Linked DNA regions of Sus scrofa: region 2 is linked to region 1. A link is a contact called in public HiChIP or PLAC-seq data. All regions are on one chromosome and are shown on one strand. The core of a region is the stretch at or near the end of the contact, and the rest is flanking DNA. Distances in the headings are between cores, read along the strand shown.

The links. HiChIP or PLAC-seq counts read pairs in DNA pulled down with a chosen protein or histone mark.
Region 2: an H3K27ac HiChIP or PLAC-seq map of skeletal muscle shows a contact between it and region 1, with 3 times the contacts expected there. The contact joins two enhancer-like sites. A contact is called at or near these places in 1 of 47 Hi-C or Micro-C datasets (fetal heart ventricle) and 1 of 2 datasets of contacts at active chromatin or transcription factors (skeletal muscle).

The regions. Positions count from the first base shown.
Region 1 is chr3:84,620,850-84,627,898 of Sscrofa11.1, reverse strand. LOC110260099 (a long non-coding RNA gene) reads left to right here. Exons shown (of 3, transcript XR_002342943.1): 2 at 5,094-5,178. Among named protein-coding and RNA genes, the nearest start is that of MIR216-1, 710 kb to the left of the region's middle. Within about 2 kb of position 4,573, at least 2 of the 83 cell types and tissues checked have an H3K27ac peak or open chromatin away from gene starts, as enhancers often do. A contact at or near this core is called in skeletal muscle, where this site is marked.
Region 2 is chr3:84,874,011-84,881,059 of Sscrofa11.1, reverse strand. No RefSeq gene overlaps it. Among named protein-coding and RNA genes, the nearest start is that of MIR216-1, 460 kb to the left of the region's middle. Within about 2 kb of position 3,704, at least 2 of the 83 cell types and tissues checked have an H3K27ac peak or open chromatin away from gene starts, as enhancers often do. A contact at or near this core is called in skeletal muscle, where this site is marked.

The DNA of each region.
Region 1 (7,049 bases), core at 3,324-5,823:
GCATCAAGAAGCTTCCCTGCCCTGAGGCTTCTAGTTGGAGTGATCAGTGGAGTGCCCTGGGAGGAGATCAGAGGAGAGGGAGGGGTGTGATGCCCACTCACTGTAGAACCAATCTAACTGGCTGTTTCTTTGGACTGAAAGTCTTTGATCTGTTCAAGGTGACCTTTTCTACATAATGCTCCACTGCCAGGTTCTGTTCAATGCTTTCGCCTTGTCCCTTTGGGTCTGAGGGCAGCAGTAGCCCCATGGTTACAAGTCCAGGTTAACTGCAGCATCCTTTATGTTTCTACAACCTACCCACATGTACTTAAACCACCTTTGAATTATTCTAATTTGACTATGGTATCTGTTTCCTGTTGGGACCCTACTGAAACAGCAAGCAAATGTCAACAGGCAGGGTCCAAAAGGAAATGGGGGATCATATCCTTGGTGAGCAAAGGTTTAGTGTGTCAAATATGACAAGAGACCTCACACGTAGTATTGCTATTATCCCTGCCCAAGACCCTCCTGTCTCCACCCATTTGTCTGGCTCCCTCCAGGTCACTATAAAATCTCACCTTGAATGTCAACTTCTAAGAGATTCCTCAAATGACTCCCTCAAACTAAATTATTTCCCCCTGCTATACCTTCTCATTATGTGTTTTATTTTTCCTTAATTATGCTTATTATAAGTTATAAAATCTTTGGACATCTCTCACACTGCATTGTGATCTCTAAGAGGGCTCTATTTTGTTTTTAACATCTGCCCTTTATAAGTGCTCATTCAATTTTTGTTGAATATGTGCATGAATAAAATATAGCTATCTGAGAAAATTCACTGTTATCCTTTTCTCCTGGAAAAGACTATGACATATATAAAATGTGCCTGTATATCATGCTATTTTCAGTACTTCCATAAACCTAATATTATGGACCAAGTATGCCAGTACCCACACAGTCTCAGGTGAATGGTTCTACTTGTCTCCCAGAAACTTGTCCATTAAATGAAACATCTGCTATAAGAAAGGGGCCAGAGACCTATCAAATAAATTGTCAATAATTGATAAAGTCACAATAAAGCTTACAAAGCAAAGACAATTGTATGGCAAGCATAGGACTGGAGCTGAGTTAAACTCTTTGAGTGGGTATTTAACTTACATTTTTTTAACAAATGGGAAAAAGACCCACAGGATCCCTATACTCCCCTTTCCTTGTCTCCAAAGTATTTCTAATCAAAAACACAAGCAGCTGTCTACTTATTATAAAAAGCTTCTCCTTAGAGAATCAGAGTGCAAGAAAATTTTAGGTGATAAATTTGACAAAGTGGCAAGTTCTTACTATGATATTTTCTTTCTGAGAACTTAGTTACATTTCCTAAATGAGTACCCTGGATTAGATGAAGAGACAATTTTGTTTTTTTTTTAGGCCCACACCTGCAGCATATGGAAGTTCCAAGGCTAGGGGTCGAATTGGAGCTGCAGCTGCCAACCTATGCCACAGCCACAGCAACATGGGATCCTACGCCACAGCTCATGGCAATGCTGGATCCTTAACCCACTGAGTGAAGCCAGGGATGGAACCCTCATCCTGACAGACACTATTTCGGGTTCTTAACCTGCTGAGTCACAACGGAAACTCCCTAGGAAAAAAAAAATGATTGCTTCAAATATTTGGAGATAGAGTAGCTAGTGAGAACTACCCTTGAAAATGTTTCATTCTTTCTTCATTCCAACCCTTCATTGTGTGTAGATTTCAGTTTCTTTGTAGCCTGTCTTTTAGGGGAAATATATGTGAATGAGTCAGGTACCCCTCAGATCAACATCAATCTTTCTTTCATTTGCCTTGCCCATTTAGTCCATTCCCATTCCCCACCCCATTTCAGTTCTCTTCATGGAACAAAATGCCCAGTCCCAAGGACTCATCTCTCTCTCTTCTTGAAGGACTGCAGTCAGTGCAATTTCCCTTGCCAGCTGCCACCTTGTGCTGAGAAATCATGCAGATAACTACCCTTCTCCAAGCCATCACAAGTCCAGCGAGGCTCTTTCCTGCATTGCACCAAATGCAACTGTGACCAAAAAAAAAAAAAAAAATCAATCAGAATCTTCTTGCATTTCAGCATTGGCTGACCTTCCTCCTTTGCATTTCAGCATTGGCTGACCTCCTTCTTTGTGAGATCAAGAGAAAACTATTTAGGTCCTGTCTATTAATTTGCTAATATTTGGAATTCTTTTCCTAAAGACTTAACCAAAGCTTAGTATTATAGCCCCTGTTTAAAAACAGTCTCCCTGTGTGAGGTAACACATAGGACGTTGTTGGTCATTGACATTTCAGTTTGAAGAAAATTGCGAGATACATTTTGAAAGTAGATTTCTACAAGGAGAAGAGGGCAAGAGAACATGAAGACCCTGTATTAAGCACAGAAAGGAACAGAAAGGAAACACTTGGCTGTGGATATAAGCAGCATCTACTTTTGTGTCTGTATGTCCCTTTTCTCTGTCTCAATTTCAACTAACATTGTTCATTTTGTCAAGTATTGAAGGCATTCCACATAAAGTAATATGCAGTGAATTTTCTCTGACTATGGCAAAACCAGAGAACTTTATTTCATTTTTCACCTTTCAATGTATGCCTATATTACAGAATATAAAAATGTACATGTCCTAGATGTCATTATTCATATGTATATATACATACATATATAATTTTCCTTAACATGAGTTGAAACAGTATGGATTCAACATTACCCAACTCAGTAGGATTTATAGACATATAAGACTACAACAATCATATATATTATTTTCTAGTTACCCTTCAGTAAATGCAAACAGGGACATTTATTAAGCACTTCAAAATTTGTATCTCCATCTAGTGGTAACTAATGGAAATAACAAGTTTTTACATGGATAGTGAAGAAGTGGGAGAAGATAAATTGAGAAGTCCTTGGTCAATTAGCATCCACTATTAATTCAATTTTATTTCAATATGGAATGGAAAGTACAATGTAAGACTAAACTTTTTTTTTTAGTAGAAAGCCAAGTACTTTTCTACTACCCATGAACAGTAGAATGGGTGAAAATTATTCAAGATGGAACAAGCTACCATTTCAAGCAGTATTTATATAGCAGGAACTCTTATAGGACTAAAGGAAGGGTGGTTTATTTTGAACAGAAAGAAGGGGGCAAGGGAATTACCCCTTTTGTTCTTTTTTTCTGAGAACTTCATCATCCTTCTCCATGGCTTTCCAAAATCAGTATCATTGATGGCAAAGAACATTTCCAAGAGAAGTCACTGTGGGATATGAAAGAACCCCTTGATCTCCCTAAGTGTCTTGTTTGAAATCCTAGTGAAAATCAATAAAATTTTATCTTAAAACTGATATAGGCACAAAGACTATCTGTTTCCACACTCAGAGGCTGCCAAGGAGAAACACTTAGTTGAGAGAACAACTTGTTAAAATTGTGTAAGTTCCCTGTTCCATTTTTTTTTCGGAGTCCTTTTTACATGAATTCTTTCCCAGATAAGTAAGAATAAGTTCCTGAGAGAGATACTTGGGATTCTTTTTAATATATAAAAGAAAGAGAAACCTGGTTCCATTTTATCTTTTTTTTAATGTGATAAAAGAAAAGATTGCTTAGATTTATCAAATGTAGAGGTTTCATCCTCTTATGGATGGAAAAAAATAGTAAGTCTAATAAATAGACTGACTGTAACACTTATAGATTCACATAATTCAGATAAAATTTCATACTATTTATTGTGCGTTGTCTCAGTGTTGGAAAAATCTAATCAAGACCTTGTGTGTAGTGTTCCTTGGGCTTTGCCTGTGCTTACAGAGGACAATGACCTCAGAAAACTGTTACTCAAAGAACTGATCCCAAATTCCATGGGCAACTAAGACAATTTATATTTTTAATTTAGTTTTGAATTTCTGGCTTGACCCATGCAGAAGTTTGATTTTTGACTTGAGCTTATTTATTTGCTCACTCACAATACAGTAGTGGTAGTGACAATACCCTGATTTTCCTTTGGATAATATTTTATGTGTTCACTTATTTATTCTCATTTAATTAAAAGAGTTCTTTCTGGATTCAATGGCTTTCAGCTCTGGCACATAGTTTTCTCTCTATGCATTTATTTAACAAATGCTTATTTGTCATGTTATATATCATGGCTGGAGTTAGATGCTGGGGATATAATTAGTTTTTGACTGGATGGGAGGGATTTCGTAGGAGTCGATTCTTGGAAAATATCTATGCCAAGTGCCAAAGCTATAACAAACCATGACATAATTAATGTTTATCTCTAATGACTTTTAACTTTCCTTTTAGTTCTGAAAGGATTTCTGCAAGGAGCTAGCTCTCTTTTTGCAGTCATAATTTAACCTCCCTTCAGGATTCTGCCTGCTGTAGAAGCAACACCCTTCTGTCAATTCTCACCTACCCAATTCTTTCCTCCTGAGGGTAGATCACATCACAAAGCACAACCATAGGCCTGAGTCTAAGCAGAACTCTCTGTGGGGTTATAGAAGGAGCTTGGACACTTTGGGGCTGGGGTGCCCACATTATATCTGAAAGGCCACCTGCAGGGCTAGACAGCCTGTCAAGAAGTAGAAGGGTGTGAGCTGCAGGCCCCTATCCAGGGGTGACCAATAGCTCCCAGTGCTGTCAAGTGAAGGTCATATGAAGAGATTTTATTTGTCAGTCCAGTAGCTCTATTTATAACTTTTAAATATTTAGGTAGCTGTTACATTGACTCCATTACTTCTCTTGTCCCCAGCCCTGCAGAGGTTTAGGATTGATAACTCCTTGCCACCTGCTGCCTCTTCTCTGCACGAATTGTGCTGGGCACCGCAGCCTCTCACCAGCTTCCCTGGCACTACTGCTCCCTCCTGCCAGCTGCTCTGCCACTGCCTCTTTGGCACTAGGGCCTTTACTGCTGTTCCTCTTAGGAAATGCGAGAACTCCCCTGGTGCGAAGGCTGTGTGAGAAGCATGCTTTGCTCCAGGTTTGTCTTTAGTGTTATCGTCTCTCAGAGGCAACTCAGACAGTACTGCCTGCACTCTTATTTTGAAAGAGATATTTGAGTGAAATACTTCTTTCTGTTTTCATACACAGATTTCATGGGACTCCAATATGAGTCCAATAAAGACAAAAGACATATTCCCATGACAGAGAATATTATCCTGTGAGGAGATCAAAGGTAAGTAATTTGCTTAATGACATACAGAAATAAGTGACAGAACTGTGCTTAAATTCTGTGTTTCTGATTTCAAATCTAGGGCTCTGTATGTGATACAAGGCTGGCACTTGGTTTCATTTTATTAGCACTTAATTACTTCCTTTTGAATTATCCTCTAATTGGTTTATTCATGTTTATTTGCCTTGTCTCTTAAGACTGTGAACATCTGAAGGCAAAGTCAAACATCGTTAAGGCACTGTATCTCCCAGAGCACATAGGATAATGCTGAGAAAATAGGAGATGCTCAGAATAAATTATTGGATAGCATAATCTTGTTCTTTGGGATACTAATCTGCTCTATGAAAGATAAAAAGCCTTCAGAGTCAGGGAAACCTCTTTCACATCTCTGCAACATCGTTTACTATTTGTGAGATCTTTTCTTTTTTTCAGCTGGGGCATACTGGAAGTTCCCGGGCTAGGGATCGAATTGGAGCTGCAGCTGCCAGCCTATGCCATAGCCACAGGAACACCAGATCTGAGCTGCCTCTGTGACCTAGGCCACAGCTTTCAGCAACATTGGGTTCTTAACCCATTTAGCAAGGCCAAGAATCAAACCAGCCTCTTCATAGAGACGACACTGTGTCCTTATCCCACTGAGCCATAATGGGAACTCCTATTCATGAAATCTTGGACAGATTTCTTACTCTTATATTTTGTTTCTTCATATCTAAAATGGGCAAGGAAAAAAAATTACCTAATGAAATGACTATGATAATTCAATTATATAACATGTAAAACACAGAGAACATAATATACTCTTTAAAAATATACTAGTATCCTACGCTTCATCATTTTCTAATAAAATTTCAGAAATTGTATGGTGGGTAATAGTTCACCATTTTACTAAGAAGTCACTTTAAGACTGATAAATGTGTCAGCAACCAGCTGTCCTATTAACTCCATGAATATTTTAATGATGTTTACAGCTCCAATGGATATATTTCTTCTTTAAAACTTAGTAGATACCAAGGATGTGTTACAGAGAGTCCAATGGACCATGAAGCACTCAAGCATATTCACTTCTAGACATAGTGGACATGGGTCTCAAGTGGGCTGAGCTAGCATGACTTGGAGCATCATAGCCATTACTTCTGCTCAGCTGTTCAGTTTTCCAGAGAAAACATTTGGCATCACTCAGAGTCATTATCTGCAGCACGGGGTCATGCCCTTACTGTTCTTTAGTGACCTCATTCTCACATTACAAAAAATAAAACCATGCTCCTCACTTGTCTGAGAACTAGTCCCGGTTTTCTATGTTTTAAGGGAAAATTTACAAAAGCTCTTCTTCTTATAAGTGGGATCCACATGGGTGCATTTAAATAACTCATCATATCTCTAGAAATTAACACTTGTATAGCACCTCAATATCTTAAAAAGACAGTACTGTTTAAAGACAAATTGTGCCACATTTCTACTGTCATATGTACTAGGCTGATTTGAAAGTTCCTTAAAGACAGAAACCCTGCCATTTTCCCCACTGTATACAACACTGTGCTAAATACATGCTATGAAAACCCTAGCAGGCAAATCTTCTCTTGGATCCCTCCCATCAGACTTGCTTATCCCCTACCAAAAGTAGAATTCCTCATATTTGATATGGACGGCAGAGAGGCCACCTGCCAGTTGAAGAAATCTATTTAAAGAATTGACTGCCGTTCAACATCTATCTTTCAGCTCTAGCTGTAGATGGTTTATTGTGCAAAATAAAAGGCTTGGGTATTCAGCTGACAGAAAAAGTAGAAACCTCTTTTGTTTGTTGACAGAAATAAAATGTGTCTTGTCATAGATGTTGATATCACATATTAATCGCCCCTGCTGGGAAACATGGGCCC
Region 2 (7,049 bases), core at 2,455-4,954, 250 kb before region 1:
ACCAGGAGCTTGCTTGGCAATAGTGATAAAAAGCTTCATCTGCAGTTAGAACCAGAGGGGAGGTTTGTGAGAATAAAACAGGCTATGGCGACCCCTCAGATCTGTGACTGCAGGGGGCAAAGTTCAACTTCGTCTCCAGGTGCCACCCTCTGGAGTCCACCACAGCCTTCACTCTGTGTCATGCTCTCCACGCTACTCCCAATCAATGACTTGATTGTGACAGAGATACTCAGGCAGGGTTAATGCTGTGATAGGCTATTCTTTGATGGGAGATGGTCTTGAGCATGACCCAGTGGCCATGCAAACTTTCCTTAGAACTGCCCTGTAGTGTAAAACACTTCCCTCCAACCTTCCTTCCTTCCCTTGATCCTTCCTTGGGGTCAGACAGGCACTGCATCTGTAAGTTCTCCTGGCCTTTTCTGATTTCTCCCCATTTTCTCTCCCAGGCATTTCCCCTAATAAATTTCTTGCACTTTTTGTTTTATCTTGTCTCTTTATTTACTAGAGGGCACAGACTAACATGAAAGGTATGATGAAGTGACTCTTTGGGAGTGAGGCTTTAGTCCCCTTTGATCCACCAAGCACTACACAGGTCACATACACAGGTCAGTTTTTAGTCTGTGCATAGAAGCCCCAGCTGTGAGCCCCAAGCTTTAGATTGTCCTGAAGAGCACAGACTCTGATAATAACAGCTGGTGGACCTTCATTTATACCTTTGTCCCAGGCCCCACAAATGACATAGGAAGGCCTGCAATATGACGGGTCTGACCCACTTCCTCATACCAATTGTACATTCTCATCATATAAAAGGAGGAGCTATTTGTGGGTTTCCTCCAAAAAGTCTCTAGCTTGGGTGTTAGCCTTTGATTTCCAGATGTCAGGGAAGGTCTGGGAGACCAAATTAACTTAATGAGAATAATTAGTGTTTGTCAAGCTTCCTTAACTAGGCAGGGAATAGTTGTTTAAACTGATCACAGGGTAATATTTTCCAGAGGGTATCATTGTATAGTTTCTGACATTGAAGGTTTTTAGCATGTGGTGTTCAGCCAGCTTTCATTCTGGTAATGAAGTTAGTTAGTGAACCATAAGATGTTTCTCCTGAAGGACATAATGCAGTGTCAGAAAACCTTTGCGATAACATAGAGATCTTTTTACAACTGTGGAAACTGAGGCTCAGAGAGGTTAATTGGTGTGGAGTCCATAAGATGTTTCTCCTGAAGGACATAATGCAGTGTCAGAAAACCTTTGCGATAACATAGAGATCTTTTTACAACTGTGGAAACTGAGGCTCAGAGAGGTTAATTGGTGTGGAGTAAGTCATACAGCTGGTTACTAATAGAGCAGGGGCTGAAGGCCATTGTCCATCAGATAATGATTCACTGAGTGTTTTCACATGCTCTGGACTGAAGGCACATTTGCTTAGTGGCAATGCGAACAAATGAGCCATAGGTCAGGGCCGATGTGGAAGGGAGTGTTATTTAGAGTCTGGTGTCACTTTCCACGCGATTACTTCAGCTCTGTCACTTGGGTCGCCATAAAACCATCCGCTGATTTACTCTGGGCTCCTGGCCCTGTCTCGTAAAGGCATCTTTGTAATTCTCACCAGAGATCATCCTCTGGGATGACAAATAACATCGATCATTAAAAATGACATCCGTAATTTTGCAGCTAGGGAAGACGATCTTTTAAAGCTGTCAGTGGAACAAAAGGGATTTTAGGAGATGCTGATGCAGTCGCTTTAAAATCTTTGGAAGTTCTAAAGCATGAAGATGAACAGTCCATTTTGGAATTGCAGAATTAATCATGTGCCAAGGCATGACCCCACATGCCTTGCTGCCAGTGGATGTGAGGTTTGAGGCAGCCAGGGTTCCCTGCAACTCAGACATGAACTTAGTGAATGACCTAGGAGTCAAAGGAGTTAATGTGCTTCATCAAGAGTGCAGGAATGAGGCCAGGTGAGAGACAGAGGAAAAACTGTCTATTGTAGAAGAGGAGGTGGGATGCAAAGCCACACAGAGAAGCAAGGGAGACACAGACACTCAAGGGCATCACCTCTGCTTTGGGGATGCTTGTCATTTAAGCAATGAAATGAACCCTGCATCACATATCTTCAATTTAACAAAAGCTGAAGTCACCTTAATGAATAGTATTGTCTCTTCTCCTCTTCATTATATTTTCCAGAACATCAAAATTGCTGAATCATCAGCCATATCAGTCTCTGCAAAAAACTAAAGAAATTACATGTCCATTTTCCAAAGGAAAGGGAGTGGGAAGATGAGAGGAATAAGCCTGGTCTTCACAGACTTTTCTTACCAGGGAGCTAATTAGTCTCAATGAGCAGACACTCAGAGCACCAAGACTAATGAACAGACTCATTCTCTCTAAGTGGAAAGCAAGAAGCCTGGAAACAGCCGCAGCTGCTAAGGAGATAGAGCTGTGGGGGTGGGGTGGCCTGTCCTGGGAGGAGTGACAGTGCATTTGAGGGATATGTCTCTACTTGGAGGCCACATACCTGATGGAACTTTATAGGTGGCGAGAGCAGCAATGCAGACTCATGCATTGCTTCTCCATGCAGTCCCAAATATGCTACTTTATACCATTTGTTGACTTAAAAAAAACAATGTGCAACCTGAAAGTTGAGAGTTAAGTTTTATTTGGGGGTGAAACTAGGATTTAAGCCAGGAGACAGCATCACAGGTAGCACTGAGAAAGTGGTCGAGGAGGAGGCAAAGTGGGGAGCTAGGATATGTGAGTTTTGCACAAAAGAAAGGTAGTAGGAACAAAAGATGTACAGATAATCAGATTTACAGAAGATGTAAAGGTCTGGGCTTACTGGAATCTCTCCTTTGATGTGCACCTCAGCTGTGGGCCTGTCTTTGTTTCTTTCCTGAGTTTCCTGCCCCATCTTTGGGAGTGGTTGTTCTCACAGATGATGGTGACTGTGACATCTTTTGTTTTGTTCACTAATTATAGCCCGGGGGCAGTATTTCAGAGCTATCCAAAGAGGAAAGGGGGAATATCAAGATAGAAGTCATAAAGGGGGGGAGTGTGCAGCCATGAACAAATTTTACAGAAGTTTTGCTGCTGGTCTCTTGAAGGTCTGCTAGTCACAGACATCAGTCATCATTGAAGGATTTTAGTGTTTTTCTAGATATGAGGAGATGCAAGAATTGGGCTCATAAAATCTTCTAAAAATATCTATCCGAAGACCTGTTATTCCAGTTTTTCTAAAGCACAGAGTGCCTCACTCCTGGTCTCCACCCTGAGCTCTGTTTAGGGGGTGCTGTGGGTAGGCAGATGCAGTGGCTCATGTTTTACTCCATGTAGAGGCTGATGGCAAGTGCCAAACTCCAGTTCACACATTGGTTAGTTTTCAGAGGAAACTTTAACTGCAGCAATTATTGCGCAAGAGTCTGAGCAGCTGATGACCTACATTGTTAGTTGCACTTGGTTCCTTGAAAGCTTTCCCTGTTTTGTTATCTGATTTGATGGGGTTTTTTCCGCCCTCTTTTCTCAGTCTGCAGTGAATTGTGGCCTCGCTGCTGACCCCCTGCAGTCCTTGGGATTCCCAGGCCGGGGGTGGGGGGGCAGGAAGGTGTGCAGTCAGCATGTCAGATTCTGGGGCAGAAGTCAGCGTAAGGGGGTGGAATAATTTTCCTGTGCTATTGCCTGCTGAGTTGGCATTTAGTGTAAATACCTCCTGCTTCCAAGATATCTCTTCCATAATTACCAAGCAGGATTCTATTTTCAGTGCAATAGCTGAGAGGGTGTAATTGGAAACCACAGAGGCAGATTATTTTCTCCTTCTTTAAGGGGCTTTTTGCTATCATCATATAATCTTATGCTCCCACTCACTCATACTAGGTACTTCCCATGCTAAATAAGAACATGTTACTGATTCTGAGATTCTTTCTGCTTATACGTTGTATTGCTTAAAAACTGCAGAAGTGGGGAAATATGGTTATCCGAGGTTGCCTTAATGTTTCCCTCAGTGTGACTAAATTTTAAATAGGTGTCTTCCTGTCTATAGGCCCCTGACTTCTCTTTTCTTAGAGCATTTTCTTAAAAAAATTTACAGTTATAGATTCTTTCTCTGCCACTTAGAGATGTAAATCTTCTACAACCCAGGAATATCTTCCTCAAGGATCCGGGTGCCTTCCCTTTGAGCTATAATCAAGAAAGAAAATGTCCTTGTTTCCCAGTATATGACGGAGGGCAGAAGTCTAAGACCAGTGACAATTAGCGACCACTGATGGCCAATCACATTGACCATCTTCCCCCCAACACCCTCCAGTATTTTCCCAGGAGCTAATACCAGGAGCCTACTCCAGTACTTAAAAGCTCTTTTGTTTTAGAGTTGAGTTGAACCTCTCTTCCCTATTGAATTAATCCTGACTGCTACTGCAGTGTTCTTGAATAAAGTCCTACTTTGTCTTTTAAATTTTGAATTAGCTGAATTCTAATACTTAAGTATCTCTCTCCTACTTCAGTAGCTTGAATAAAATCTGTCTTGCTATTTTTAAGTGTTAGATACAACTTTTCTTTAGCATAGTGTACCTGGAATATCACATTTTCTTTTTGCCATCTAAAAAGACACACCTTAGATGTTCTTTGTTAATTTATGGAGCCAGCCCTTGGCTAAACCACCCAATTTCCATGAGTTATGGATATTTCTCCCTCCTTCCTCCCACTCTTCCTTCCTGCTTTTTAGGTACACAGCCACAGCAATGCAGGATCCAAGCTACCTCTGTGACTTATATCACAGCTCATGGCAATGCCAGATCCTTAACCCACTGAGTAAGACCAGGCATCAAACCGCATCCCCGTGGATACTAGTCAGGCTCATTACCACTGAGCCAAAGGGAACTTCTGGGGATATTTCCTTCTTTCCTTCCTTCCTTCCTCTCTTCCTTCCTTCCTTTTTATTGCTACACCTGTGGCATATGCAAATTCCTGGGCCAAGAATTGAATCCGAGCCACAGTCATGACCTGTGGTGTGGCACTGCTGGATCCTTTAACCAAATGTGTGCTGAGGATCAAACCCATGACTCTTCAATGACCTGAATCACTGCAGTTGGATTCTTAACCCACTGTGCCACAGTGGGAACTTCAGGGATATTTATTTCTGATTAGAAAAAATATTTCCTGAAAAAATATCTATTGAGTCCCTAACATTTACTAAACACTGTGGATTCAATGGTGAGCCAAGATAGGCATGATTCCTGCTCCCATAGGATTTATTGTATGAGGGGAAAACAAATATTAATTACATAATTACACAACTAAACATAAAACTGAATATGTCAAAGCTTTTATAAGAACATGTTTTAGGATGAAGATGGTCTTGTCAGGGAGGTCAAGGGTTCTCTGGAGTATTTGAGTTTGAAAGAAGAGTGACAGGGTCGGTGTATATGCAGACAAAGGGAATAACATGTATAAAGGTCCCCTTTGGGAATTTTGAGAAGAAAATTTTAGAAGAAAAGTCAATGAGGCTGGAGTGCAGACTGTATACTCATATCAGTGATGGTTAAAATTATCTGGTCTGCTCAGTGGTCAAATGCCCACCCTCCCAAAAAGCTTCTCTCTGACTGATGTGCAAAGTTCCTTGAGAACTCTCTTGAGGCTTTACTTTTCCTTTATTTGATCAGTTCTTGACCCACTGCTTTGGAGTAAGCTCTTTTTCTCCACTCATCTTTGATGATTTGATATTTTAGTTGTTGTGCTGGTTACTCTCCATTTGATCTCTTACGCCTCATTTGTACTCTCTATCCTTTGTCATCTTGTTCTGGGCCTCAGGAAGCTGATTTTCCAAGTACATATCACCTAGGCTTTCTTCTTCTTGTTGTTTTACATTTTTAATTTTTTTAAATTACTCAAATGAATTTATCACATCTGTAGTTGTATAATGATCATAACAATTCAATTTCACAGGATTTGCATCCCACAACCCAAGCACATCCCTCCACTCCCCAAAGTGTCTCCTTTGGAAACCATAAGTTTTCCAAGTCTGTGAGTCAGCATTTGTTCTGCAAAGAAGTTCAGTCTGTCATTTTTTCAGATTCCACATGTCAGTGAAAGCATTTGACGTTGTGTCTCATTGTATGGCTGACTTCACTTAGCATGATAATTTCTAGGTCCATCCATGTTGCTAAAAATGCCAGTATTTTGTTCCTTTTAATGGCTGAGTAATATTCCGTTGTGTATACGTACCACTTCTCCTTGATCCACTCCTCTGTCGATGGACATTTAAGTTGTTTCCATGTCTTGGCTATTGCAAATAGCGCTGCAGTGAACATTGGAGTACATGTGTCTTTGCGAGTCATGGTTTTCTCTGGATAGATGCCCAGGAATGGGATTGCTGGATCAAATGGTAGTTCTATGTTTAGTTTTCTGAGGAATCTCCATACTGCTTTCCACAGTGGTTGTACCAATTTACAATGCCACCAACAGTGTACTAGGGTTCCTTTTTCTCTACACCATCTCCAGCACTTATTGTTTGTAGACTTTTGGATGATGGCCATTCTGGCTGGTGTAAGGTGGTACCTCATTGTGGTTTTGATTTGCATTTCTCAAATGGTGAGTGATGTTGAACATCTTTTCATGTGTTTTTTGGCCATTGGTATGTCTTCTTTGGAGAACTGTCTGTTTAGATCTTCTGCCCATTTTTTGATGGGGTTTTTCATTTTTTTGGTATGGAGCTGCAGAAGGTGTTTATAAATTTTGGAAATTAATCCCTTGTCAGTTGATTTACTTGCAAGGATTTTCTCCCATTCTGTGGGTTGTCTTTTTGTGTTGTTTAGGGTTTCCTTTGCTGTGCAGAAACTTTTAAGTTTAATTAGGTCCCATTTGTTTATTTTTCTTTTTATTGTCAATACTCTGATAGGTGGATCTGAGAAGATATTGCTGTCTTTTATGTCAGAGAGTGTTTGTCCTATGTTTTACTCTAGGAGTTTTAAAGTGTCTGGTCTTATATCTAGGTCTTTAATCCATTTTGAGTTTATTTTTGTGTATGGTATTAGGGAGTGTTCTAATTTATTCTTTTCCAAGTG